Linked DNA regions of Sus scrofa: region 2 is linked to region 1. The links are chromatin contacts, called in public HiChIP or PLAC-seq maps. All regions are on one chromosome and are shown on one strand. Each heading gives the region's core, a stretch centred on a gene start, on an enhancer-like site or on the middle of the called end of the contact. The rest is flanking DNA. Distances are from core to core; before and after follow the strand shown. Region 1 has its middle 17 kb from the start of IER2. Region 2 holds the start of LYL1 (protein lyl-1).

Region 1 (5,780 bases), core at 1,368-3,867:
GCTCAAATCTGGCATTGCTGTGGCTGCGGTGTAGGCGGGCAGCTGAGGCTCCAATTAGACCCCTGGATACTTCCATATGCCGTGGGTGCAGCCCTAAAATGACAAAAAGACAAAAAGACAAAAAAAAAGTAAGGGTCTGCAAACTTCTGAAAAGGCCAGACTGGACATATTTCCAGGCAGCCTCGGTCACGTGACTCAACTCTGCCTCATAGTATAAAAGCAGCCCAGATAACAGGTAAATGAATGAGCAGAGCTGTGTGTCAATAAAACTTTATTTATGGTAGTTCCCTGGTGGTCTAGTAGTAGGACTCAGTGTTTTCACCACTGTGAAAATGAGGCCCTTGTTCAGTTTCTGCTCTGGAGGTTGAAATCCCACATCAAGCATCTTCATGCCACAGGGGAAAATAAACAAAAACAAAAAAATTTGTGGGGAGTTCCCACTGTGGTGCACTGGGTTAAGAATCTGACTGCAGCAGCTCAGGTCACCGCAGAGGTGTGGATTCCATCCTCAGCCAGGCCCAGTGGGTTAAAAGGATCCAGCGTTGCTACAACTGTGTCATAGGTTGCAGCTGCGGTTTGGATTTGATCCTTGACCTGGGAACTTCCATATGCCAGGGGTACGGCCATTAAAAAAAAAACAAAACACTTTATGGACCCTGACTTTTTTTTAAATTTTATGGCCCCAGCTGCAGCATATGGAAGTTCCCAGGTCAGGGATCAAACCTGAGCTGCAATTGCAACCTGTGCCACAGCAACACCAGATCCTTAACCCACTGAGCAAGGCCAGGGATCAAAACCTGCATCCTCATGGACACTATGTCAGGTTCTTAACCTGCTGAGCCACATTGAGAGCTCCTTGGAATGTGTACTTTAGCTCAATTTTTTTTAAAAAAGCAGCCACAGTATGGACGCCAATGGGCATGACCATGCATATGTAATTTACAAGGGCTGAAATTGTAATTCCATATGACTTGTACACTTCATGGAATATTCTTCCTTTGTTTTCAGCTGCTTAAAAATGTAAAAACCAGGAGTTCCCACTGTGGCACAGTGGGTTAGGGATCTGATTGCAGCAGCTCAGTTCACTGGGAAGGCACATTCCCAGGAATCTCTAGCCTGGGAATTTCCATATGCCTCAAGTATGGCCATTTAAAAATAGAGGGGGGTGGGGAGTTCCCCCTGTGGCTCAGCAGAAATGAATCTGACTAGTATCCACGAGGACTCAGGTTCAATCCCCTGCCTTGATCAGTGGGTTAAGGATCCAGCATTGCTGTGAGCTGTGGTGTATGTTGCAGACACGGCTTGGATCTGGTGTTGCTGCGGCTGTGGCATAGGCTGGCGGCTACAGCTCTGCTTCAACCCCTAGCCTAGGAACATCCATATGCTGCAGGTGTGGCCCTAAAAAAAAAAAGAAGCGAAAATATAAAAACCAGAGTTTTCTGGTGGCTCAGCAGTTTAAGGATCAAGCATTGTCACTGTTGTGGAACGGGTTTGATCCCTGGCCCAGGAACTTTCAAATGCCACAGAAGTGGGGGGAGAAAAAAAGAAAAGTAAAACCATTCTGAACCCGAGGGCCTGCAGGGAAGATGAGTGAACGTGGCCCCCGGGGCTGGGCTGTGGTTTGGAGACGCTGCACTTGCACATCCTGCCAGGCAAAGGCTAGGCCATGCGCAAAGCTGCACAGATGAACGCATGCATGCTTGAATGTGGAAACAGCACACCCACTGTGCAGCCAGCCAGGCCAGCAGGCAAACCCTGGTGCCTTTAATTCTTCGCTGAGCAGCCTCGGGAAAGCCACTTAACCTCTCTGAACCTCTGGCTTTTCCGCTGCAGATGATCCCGTCCGGTACTGTGCAGACATGCCTCCATTTCTAGAGCCTCCCCTGGTCATTCTCACCCTGCCTCCAGCTCCCTGCATTCCCCTGGGAAACCAGAGAACTCTGTCTTTTGTTTTTTTTAGGGCCGCAGCCGCAGCATATGGAAGTACCCAGGCTAGGGGTTGAATCACAGCTGTAGCTGCCAGCCTGTGCCACAGCCACAGCAACTTGGGATCTGAGCCGCATCTTCGACCTATTCCAGAGCTCATGGCAACGCCGGATCCTTCACCCACTGAGTGAGTCCAGGGATCAAACCCACATCCTCATGGATACTAGCTGGATTCGTTTCCGCTGCACCACAATGGGAATTCCCGGGAACTCTTTGAGAGATGGTAGGCACTGCCCCACAATGGCTCACTCCTCGCCACCACCACCGCCACCCACCCCCCTACCCCCACCCACCAGGCCAGCACCCAGGACTGCTGCCCACCACACACACACCCTCTCATCCTGGCCTAAATATATTCCAGCCTCAGAGACATTCCATGCCCCACACTCATCCCTGCCTTCCTGCCCCAGCCTGGTGCCAAGGGAAGGAATCCCATTGACAGGGGTGGAAGGTGGGGAGAGCAAAATGTAGCCTTGAGGGTCCTGGTCCTAATGGGGGCGCTAGGAAAGGTGCAGATGAGGGGGACTCCCCACACACACTGCACCCTGTTTCTCTCCTGGACTCAGCAACTCTGTGAGTCACCATTCTGGCAGTTGCTGGCCTGCAGCCAGGGCTGGGTGGGGAGTGAGGGCGGCAGGCAGGCGGGCGGGGAGACCTACTTTAGCCTCTGGTTTCTCCTCCACACCCACAGGGCCCTGGGGTCTCAGAGCACACACCCGGGCACCCGCCCAGTAAATCCGGAGGCTAGGTCGGGGCTCCTCCGGCCCTCTGGCTCCTGGGCCGCCTCTGCTGCCATCGCCCACCCGTGGGAACCAGGAAGGAAGAAAAGAGCTGCCTGTCTCCACCCACCAGGCACTGGGGAACCTGAACCCCTCCCGCCAGAAAAGGGGACATGGCCTAGAATGGCAGCCCCCCCACACCCCTCCCCAAGATGCTAGTCACCTGCCAAGAACCTCCATCCCCAGGACTCCACTTCTGTTTTTGGAAAAAAACACACACACACACAAAATTAACAATAACAACGACAACAAAAAAAATTAGGAAAAAAGATACACGCGTGCGCGCACACACACACACACACACACACACACACAGAGTGATACTTTCCAGGAGGCTACCTATGTGGAGAAGCAGGGCAGGGGGCATGTGGAGAGGAGGGCACCTATGTGGTGAGCCTGACCCCTACCCCACCTCAACATGTAGCCACATCTGGGGACATTTTTGGTTGCCATGACTGCAGGAGGAGGTGCTCTGGTACCTCGTGTAAGCAGATAGGGTAGGGGGTCCCTGAAGAAAGAGAACCAGACATGGCTTTCTTGACATAAGAGAAGCCTTTTTTGGTCGAAGCCATTTTCCAGTCTAAGCCTGGCTACAATGCCTGCCCTTGAACAGGTCTCAGTAATCAATGATCTTGAGGGAAGTGAGAGGAATGCCCTGGTGGCACAGTGGGTTAAGGATGTGGCTTTGTCACTGCTGCGGCTCTAGTTACTGTTGTGGAATGGGTGGATCCCTGGCCCTGGAACATTTGCATGCTGCAGCACAGCCAAAAAAAAAAAATTAATACATAGAAAAGGGAAGTGAAGGAACACAGGAATGAAGGAAAAGCAGTCAAGAAACAATAGTGCAGCGATGAAACAGGGGCCTGGAGTTCCCGTTGTAGCTCAGTAGGTTAAGAACCTGATTAGTACCCATGAGGATGTGGGTTCAATCTCTGGTCTGGCTCAGTGAGTTAAGGATCCGGTATTGCCACAAGCTGCAGCGTAGGGTGCAAATGCGGCTCAGATCCCAAGTTCCAGTGGCTGTGGCTGTGGCTGTGGCTGTGGTGGCTAGCAGTTGTGGCTCTGATTTGACCCCTAGCCAAAAAAAGGAAGAAGGAAACAAGGTCCTAATTCTTCCTCAGGAGTATACGTAACAATCTGACACATGTCTTTAAGTTCTGAAGGAAGTAAGGCCCCCACCCAGGAGGAGGACCGAATGGTGATGTTGACCCTGCCAACTTCAGTCAACTAAAGCTTGGCCTCTGTCAATCTTTGCCCAGGTTCTAGACTGCGTTCTCCTCTGCCCAATCCCCTTCATGAATATGCATGTACCCTCAGCTTAAAACTTCCCCAATTTTGCTGTTTGGAGAGACACTGATTTGGGAAAGATCCTTGGTGTTCTCTTTACTTGCTGCAAGTAATAGATCCTTTCTTCTCCCGGATCTTTGGTTTGGTAGCATCTTTTGGCTCAACTCCCACCAAGAGGTGAACACAGATTTCAGGTAACACTAGTGGACGGAGGTCAGGACTGCAGCTCAACATCCTCTGAAGCACCAGGGAGCCCCACCCCAATCTCTACCTCCAGAGAATGATCCAGCCCCAAATGTCAAGAGTCAAGAAAACTCTGGCATGCCTAGGTTCAAATCCAGGCTCTGGCACTTTTTCCACTGTAAAGACTATATATAGCTGACAACTTATCCAGTCTCTCAGGGCCTCAGCTTCTGCAATGCAAAATGAGGACAGCGCTGTAATAAATCTTTGTGGTGAGGACTCCTTGGGTAAACTAAGAAGCAATAGCTGCTATGATTATTGTCATTCCTTTTCTTTTCTTTTTTTTTTTTTAAGACCACACCCACAGCATATGGAAGTTCCCAGGGCCAGGGATTGAACCTTAGCCTCAGTTAATGCAAAACTGGATCTTTTAACCCACTGTGCCAGGCTGGGGATTGAACTCTCACCTCTGCAGTGACCAGAGCCACTTCAGTGGGATTCCTAACCCACTGCGCCACAGCGGGAACTCTGATGATTGTATTCTTAAGACCTTAGGCTTCAAGTCTTCCACGGACCCAGGTTCAAATCTGAAATTCAGACAAATGTTGTTCTTGCCTGTCTCAGAGTCACAGGGGAGACAGATGAGCCACTGGGGTACACAGCCTTGGTGCATGTGAGGGACACAAGGGTGCTGAGTAAACTCTTGCCAAGCTCAGAAGTGCCTGAGCCTGGAAGGGTCATTAGGGAACAGAAGACCATCTGGCTTCTGGGTACCACAGATGCCATGGCAACGGGACAGGATGGGCTCTGGTACAATAGGAGTTGGAGAGGAAGGTTTAGGGGAGGAAATCACGCCAGCCTTGAGAAGGGGGTGGAGACCGTGCATGAGACCTGGCCAACCTGGCGGTGGCTGGCAAAAAAAATGGTTCTGAGGATCTTTTCCCAGCTTTCTAGAACATACAGAGTCACTGCAAGGAGGGAAATTCACCAAGAACAGGAACAGTACACTAGGGGTGATCCAGGACAATCAGAGGGAACGAAGAGGCCATTCAAAGGATGGAGCAGAGAATTTCCCAGAGGTGTGTGTGTGTGTGTGTGTGTGTGTGTGTGTGTGTGTGTATGTGTCCCGCTGGGCCAAGACTCTGCTCAGGGTGTTGGGAGGGCCCAGCCTGCCAGCCCACCTGCCTGGTCTGGCCAGAAACGCAGGCCCAAGCTTGGGACATATGGCCCCGGGGGTGCATCCTCAGGAGCCTTGAGGGACAGGGCTGGCTTTAGTCACAGTGCAATCTCTGGAAGGTTGGGCAACACATATGCCCCCACCCTTCCCACAGATGTCCAGAGAGTCCTGAGAAAGAGAGACGAGCCTGGGGAGAAGGGAACGAGGCCAGGGGAGTCGGGAGGGCACCCAGGCTGCAGAGACAGACAAGTTAGTGCTCAGGGACCTCTCTGGTACATTCCCTCCTCAGTAGCCCCACCCCTGCATTAGCAGCCTGCAATGCAAAGCAAAGCAAGGAGCAGCCAATGCCCCCCTGGCTAAAAGAAAGG
Region 2 (5,780 bases), core at 1,250-3,749, 55 kb after region 1:
TCCCTCCACCCTGCTCTCTTTTCCCCCAAACTCTCATCACATGCCCTAATACAATATAATTTGCTGATTTTTTTTTTTTTTTTCTTTTTTGGCTGCCCCACGGCATATGGAGTTGCCAGGTCAGAGATGAGATCCAAGCCACAATTGCAACTTACGCCACAGCTGCCACAGTGCTGGATCCTTAACCCACTATGCCAGGTCAGGGATCGAACCCGCATCCCAGAGACACCGCCAATCCCGGGGCACCACAGTGGGAACTCCAATTTGCTGATTTCTGATTTGCCCCATTGCTTGTCTGTCTCATGTGGTAGAAAATCAGCTCTGCCAGCAGCAGGCTTTAGGCACACTGTAGGCAATCAACAAATGTGTATTAAATGAATGATAGAATCCTGACATCTGCACACACAGCTTTCCCAGGGTACACGGAGCTGCACAGAGGTGGGTAGGCCGTGGGGCAGTTGCCCTTCAGACCCCACCCCCATTTCCCCAGGCTGCAGGCCAATTTCACCATCCGGGATGATGCCAACCCCAGCTCCCGCCAGCGAGGACTCAAGCGCTTCCAGGCCAACCCCGAAGCCAACTGGGGTCCCCGGCCCCGTGCCCGGCCAGGGTGAGCAAGAGTGGGGTGGAGGTGGGGCTTGGCTTGGGGCAGGGGGCGGGGGAGTCAGGGCAAAGGCCAGGGGAAGTCCCAGTTACTCACATCCCTACACAGAGGCAAGGCAGCAGGCGAAGAAGCTATGGAAGAGAGACGCAGGCTGCTCCAGAATAAGCGGAAAGAGCCACCTGAGGACCCAGCCCAGCGGGCTGCTCGGCTCAAGACATTTCCCTGCAAGAGGTTCAAGGAGGTGAGGTGCCCCCTAACCCACACCGAAGCACACATGGGTTCCCTTCCCAGCAACAGGGCAGGGCCAGGCAGAGCTGGGAGAACCAGGGCCAGGTGAGTGTGTGGGAGTGAGCTCTCCATCTAGGACAAGAACCCAGCAGAGGTTGCCAAGTTCCAGGCCTGGGTTCATTCACACCCACCATACCTCTCACCAGGGCACCTGTCAACGGGGGGACCAGTGCTGCTACTCGCATAGCTCCCAGACACCCAAGGCCACTGCTGAAGCTACCCCCACTGACTGTCCAGAGGCCCCCAGTCAAAACCCCCTTGGGCCTGGGGCTGCTTCTGGTCTAGGCATAGATTGAGCGAATAAAGTTTTCACCTTCCCCTGACTGTCATTTGTCTGTCTATCTGCCTGAGGGGCTCTGCTCATCTCTCTAGCTGCCTGTCTGGGGTCTGTCCATCTGTTTTAACTCCATGGGGAGCTCTGTGCCTCTGGGGTTGGTTTGTCCCGGCCTGAATGAGGTCCTGTCAGTGTGTCAGTGTTTCTTTTTTTTTTTTTTTTGCTGCACCCTCAGCTTGTGGAAGTTCTTGGGCGAGGGATTGAACCCATGCTGCAGTTGCAACCCTCACCACATATGTGGCAAAGCTGGATCCTTAAGCCATTGCACCACAAGGGAACTTCCCTGTCAGTGTTTCTGAATGGAGTATTCTGTGTGCTGGGGAGGCGGGAGCTGATCATCTGCCTGCAAGGTGCTCAGCCACCCATTTGCCGGCACCTGCGGTTCCTGAGGTGGCCACGGGGCGGCAGCCGTGCTTTCACGCCCGCGAGGGCCTTTACCCCCTTCCTCTTCCTCCCATCCTCCCAGCATCCCTCAGTGCTCCCAGAACGCGGGCACGCGCACAGGCGGGTGCTCTAGCCACCGCGCCCCCATATGGACTTCTCGCTCCCGGCTCCCCGCTGGGGCCTTGGCGGAAGCCAGACCGGAACCAGGCGCCTTGCGCATCCGCTCCAGACCAGGTGCTTCCTGCCCTGCGGCCCCTCAGGCTGCACACTGAGGCACCCGGCAGCTTGCTGCAACCCCTCCCCCCCGGGGGGGGGCAGGGGGCTGGTGTGTTAACAGAGAGGCCTGGGGCCCAATCGCCATCCTGCCACGTGGTAGCTGTGGGACCTGCAAGCACCCTTCACCTTGCTTCATCCCCATCTGTAAAATGAACCTAATTCCAGAACCCATCCTATTAGCTTGGATACCACTGTTAACAGATGCTTAGGACTGTACTCTTGCTTCTCTGGGACAGTAGGATTGTGGCTTGTGGGGTCCTGAGCCTCACCTGATTCCTAAGAGGGTGGTGATGGTGGCAGCTGAGGGCCTACCTGCGGCTCCTGCAGTCACCCAGATACACACTGGGCAGAGCTTGACCGACCCAGGTGGGAGGGTGCTGGGGATAAACAACAGTGTTGTCCACTGATTACTTAGTTGTATCTGGTGGCCCTCTCTTCGTGAGGTCCGGCAGGATTTTGAGTTTTACCGCCATTCCAAGATTATTTACTCCACATCTCTTTGTCGCTGCCCACCCTGAAGTGGTCAGCACCGTGGGATGAGGGCCAGGGATCTCCAAGCTGGGACTATGTGATCCTGTGATATAGAGGCCCAGGACTGTGGGAACCTGTTGGGGGCACCTGTTAGAGAAAGTTCTGCCAGCTCTGGCACCATAGGAAATCTCCCCCAGCTGTGGCACTTCCTCTCACCCTCCTAGGCCTGGCAAGGTGGTGAGGATGGTGCACTGGGGGCCCAAGACACCTGCCTAGGGTGGACACCCAAGGCCAGACTGGCAGAACTGCCCTCCAGTCAGTGCCCCACACCGGGGTGGGGTTGGCAGAAAGGCGCGGGAAGCACTTTGTAGAAAGAGGAACCAGGCAGGGTGAGGAGAAGGGGGCCCCAGGTCACGAGGCCCCAGCGGGGCCGGAAAGGGCTCTCCACCCTCATGAGTACAGACACAGCAAGGGGTATTCAAAGCTGGAGGACAAACCCGAGTGACATAGGGGCCACTGCAGCCCTACCTTGGTTCTCTTCTGTGTGCATCTGGGCACCTCGGGCCCAGGGGTGTGCACTAGGGCCAGGATCCTCTAGTGCCTGGGGGACGGAAGGTAAGGCCCTGAGGGGTGACAGACCGTCCAGCATGTGCCAGCGGGGGGCGGGGCCATGAGGCCCGCGCGCGCTCGGAGATCCCCGCCTGCCCGCCTGCCGGTTTCCTCCGGGGTCAGCCCGGCTCCTTATCAGGCGCGGCCAGGCCCTTATCTGCACTAGCCCAGCATCCTCTGGCCACTGCGCCAGGGGTGAGAGGGAGGAAACCAGGCCGCCAGGGGCGGGGAGAGGGCGGGCGGCCCAGAGCTGCACACTTTCCCTGGAGGGACCTACGCTGTTGCCGCCGCGGTGGCCCTTGGGAGCCGAAGAAGAGAGGCGGCCCCATGCCACGGCCCAGACAAGGCGGCCAGCTGCCAGCGGTAAGGAGCGCAGAGGCCGGAGCGGGGTGGCAGCGCCTGCCTGAAGCCGTAACCGCATCCTGGCCCTGAAGGACCGAATCAGGGCCCATCAGCAGGCAGCCGGACCAGTGCTGGGGTAAGAGTGGTGTGGGCCTGAAGCGGGATCTTGGACCCACCTGCATTCATTCATTCGTTCCTTCCTTCATTCATCTGGGGGGCCCACTAAGTAAGAGGTCAGGCCAGCTTCCCCACTGCCTAGCTAGGGAAGACAGGGCAGATGGGTCAGGAATCCCAGACATTGCTGGGACGCTGGGCCATGGGGCCAAGAGGGACCAGGGCTGTGTGAGTAGGGTGCACAGGGGTGAATGCTAATGGGGTAGGGAGGGTGGGAGGACACCAAAGCCAGAGGGAGGACTGGAACCTGACTTTGTACTGGGCAGTAGGGCTAGCATTTGGAGTCATAGTGTCAGAGGTGGGGTTGCAAGGTTAGTAAGGGGGATGTTTTTAGGGGGAGTGGTCATTGGAGTGATTACGGAGGACTTTCAGAGTCTGACATGGAGACAATGGGAAGAGCCTCAGAGTTATAGCTGAAGGCCACATGGTCAGCCTGGGGACAGTGGTCAGTGATGGAGCAGTCAAAACGGTGGAGGGACTCCAAGGTCACATGGTATCAATGAAGAATCTCGGGATCAGATCTGAGGGTCACAGGGAGCCTTCTGGGGTCACAGGGTCCATCAAGGATTTCCTTCCTTGTCCCTCCCTCCAGGCTCCAGGTGAGAGAGGATTCTGGAAAAAGGGAATTTGCTCAGGGGCTCCACAGCTGAAGCCTCACCGACAGCTCAGAAGCACTACTGCTGAGCTCAGCGCTGCCCGGCACCTCCTGCCCTTGTGTTGGACCCCCTCTCATGTCCTGGTAGTTTCTGGACCCATCCCCCATCAGCCTTTGCCTATTGAACTGCCATCCTCCCCCCCTCCCCCACGCCACGTTGCTCTCCCATTTGAGGACCCTCAAATGGACTAAGGGTGGGGGGTAGCTTCTGATTCTCCCCTCCCCACTCTACTGGCTTCCTTCCTCGCACAGGTGAGCTCCTCCTTGGGGTCCATGTGCCCACCCGAGGCCCAGGCAGAGGTGGGCCCCACCATGACGGAGAAGGCCAAGATGGTGTGTGCCCCCAGCCCAGTGCCTGCCCCACCCCCAAGCCTGCCTCACCGGGGCCCCCAAAGGCAGAGGAGGTGGGCCACAGAGGCTCCTCACCACCCAGGCTGCCCCCTGGTGTGCCAGTGATCAGCCTGGGCCACACCAGGCCCCCAGGGGCAGCCATGGCCAGCACGGAACTAAGTGCCCTCCGTCCCCCGCTGCTGCAACTCTCCACCCTGGGAACTACCCCGCCCCCGCTGGCCCTGCATTACCACCCTCACCCCTTCCTCAACAGGTCAGTGGGGGACTGGGACCTGGGAGGAATCTGGGGCCAGGGTCCTTACCCACAAAGCATTAGTGACCCACGACCCCTTACAGCCTCTACATTGGGCCAGCAGGACCTTTCAGCATCTTTCCTAGCAGCCGTTTGAAGCGGAGACCAAGCCACTGTGAGCTGGAGCTGGCCGAGGGTGAGTATGGGTTTGTGTTCCCACAGCCGTCTTTGCTGGGACCCACATCTGTCCCCTACCCTTCCAGAGGGAGAGGTGTTGCCAGTGCACACACACACAGGACAGCCCACACGGGGGCTCAGTACTCAGATTACACCCATGTGCAAAACCACAGACCCATGGCCAGTTCCACACGACCACAGCCACCCATCAAGCCACAAGGAGTCATGGCAAAACACAATATGGCATGGGGGCTACAAAATGACAGCTCCACTCAAACACAGAGCCGCACAGGAAACAGCCACAGGACAACAGTCAGGCAAGAGACAGCCACACAAGAGATAGCCACAGGACCACAACCACACCGGAGACAGATAGACAACCACAGCCACTGAGGTCGGCCACACAGGAATTAGCCATACGACCACAACCACATGGCAAGATCACACACCACAGCCATTTAGATACACCAGGAGTTCACATGGCCATCTGAGGCCTGAACAGGACCAAAGTCACAATGAGAGAAACTCGCACACCCAGCCACACACAGGATGAGAACAGCAGGGACGGCTCCCTAGACCGGGAGCCACAGGAAACATTTCCCTAGGGAACCTCTGCCATGGACAGAGGTACAGAAGCTTGGGCCTGTGATATTCCTTGTCTAGGCAGCCGGGGGGGTTAGGGTGCGGGGGCTGCTAACTGAAAGGAGAGCTACACGTGGATCCTATACATGGATCCCTTGGGTGGAGAAAAAGCCCCAGCCCATCGCCAGTGTTGAAGTCCCCATGAGGGAGGGCACTAGGAGCCTGAAATAAGAGCAGGTGGGGGTGCCCCGCGCCGGGCCTTGGCGCCAACCCTGCCGCTCCTGTCCGCAGGGCACCAACC

The links. HiChIP or PLAC-seq counts read pairs in DNA pulled down with a chosen protein or histone mark.
Region 2: a contact with region 1 is called in an H3K27ac HiChIP or PLAC-seq map of skeletal muscle. The contact joins the promoter of LYL1 here to the enhancer-like site in region 1. A contact is called at or near these places in 7 of 47 Hi-C or Micro-C datasets (alveolar macrophages, blood, embryonic fibroblasts and 3 more) and 2 of 2 datasets of contacts at active chromatin or transcription factors (alveolar macrophages and skeletal muscle).

Annotation. Positions count from the first base shown.
Region 1 is chr2:65,892,959-65,898,738 of Sscrofa11.1, forward strand. No RefSeq gene overlaps it. Among named protein-coding and RNA genes, the nearest start is that of IER2, 17 kb to the right of the region's middle. Within about 2 kb of position 2,618, at least 53 of the 83 cell types and tissues checked have an H3K27ac peak or open chromatin away from gene starts, as enhancers often do. A contact at or near this core is called in alveolar macrophages, embryonic fibroblasts, liver and 1 more, where this site is marked.
Region 2 is chr2:65,948,109-65,953,888 of Sscrofa11.1, forward strand. It overlaps LYL1 (protein lyl-1), which reads left to right and starts at 2,500. Exons shown (of 6, transcript XM_005652880.3): 1 at 2,500-3,444; 2 at 4,075-4,081; 3 at 4,390-4,504; 4 at 4,507-4,741; 5 at 4,825-4,916; 6 at 5,771-5,780. The coding sequence starts at 4,411. TRMT1 (tRNA methyltransferase 1) reads left to right here. Exons shown (of 17, transcript NM_001243450.1): 15 at 491-610; 16 at 713-845; 17 at 1,039-1,215. The coding sequence ends at 1,188.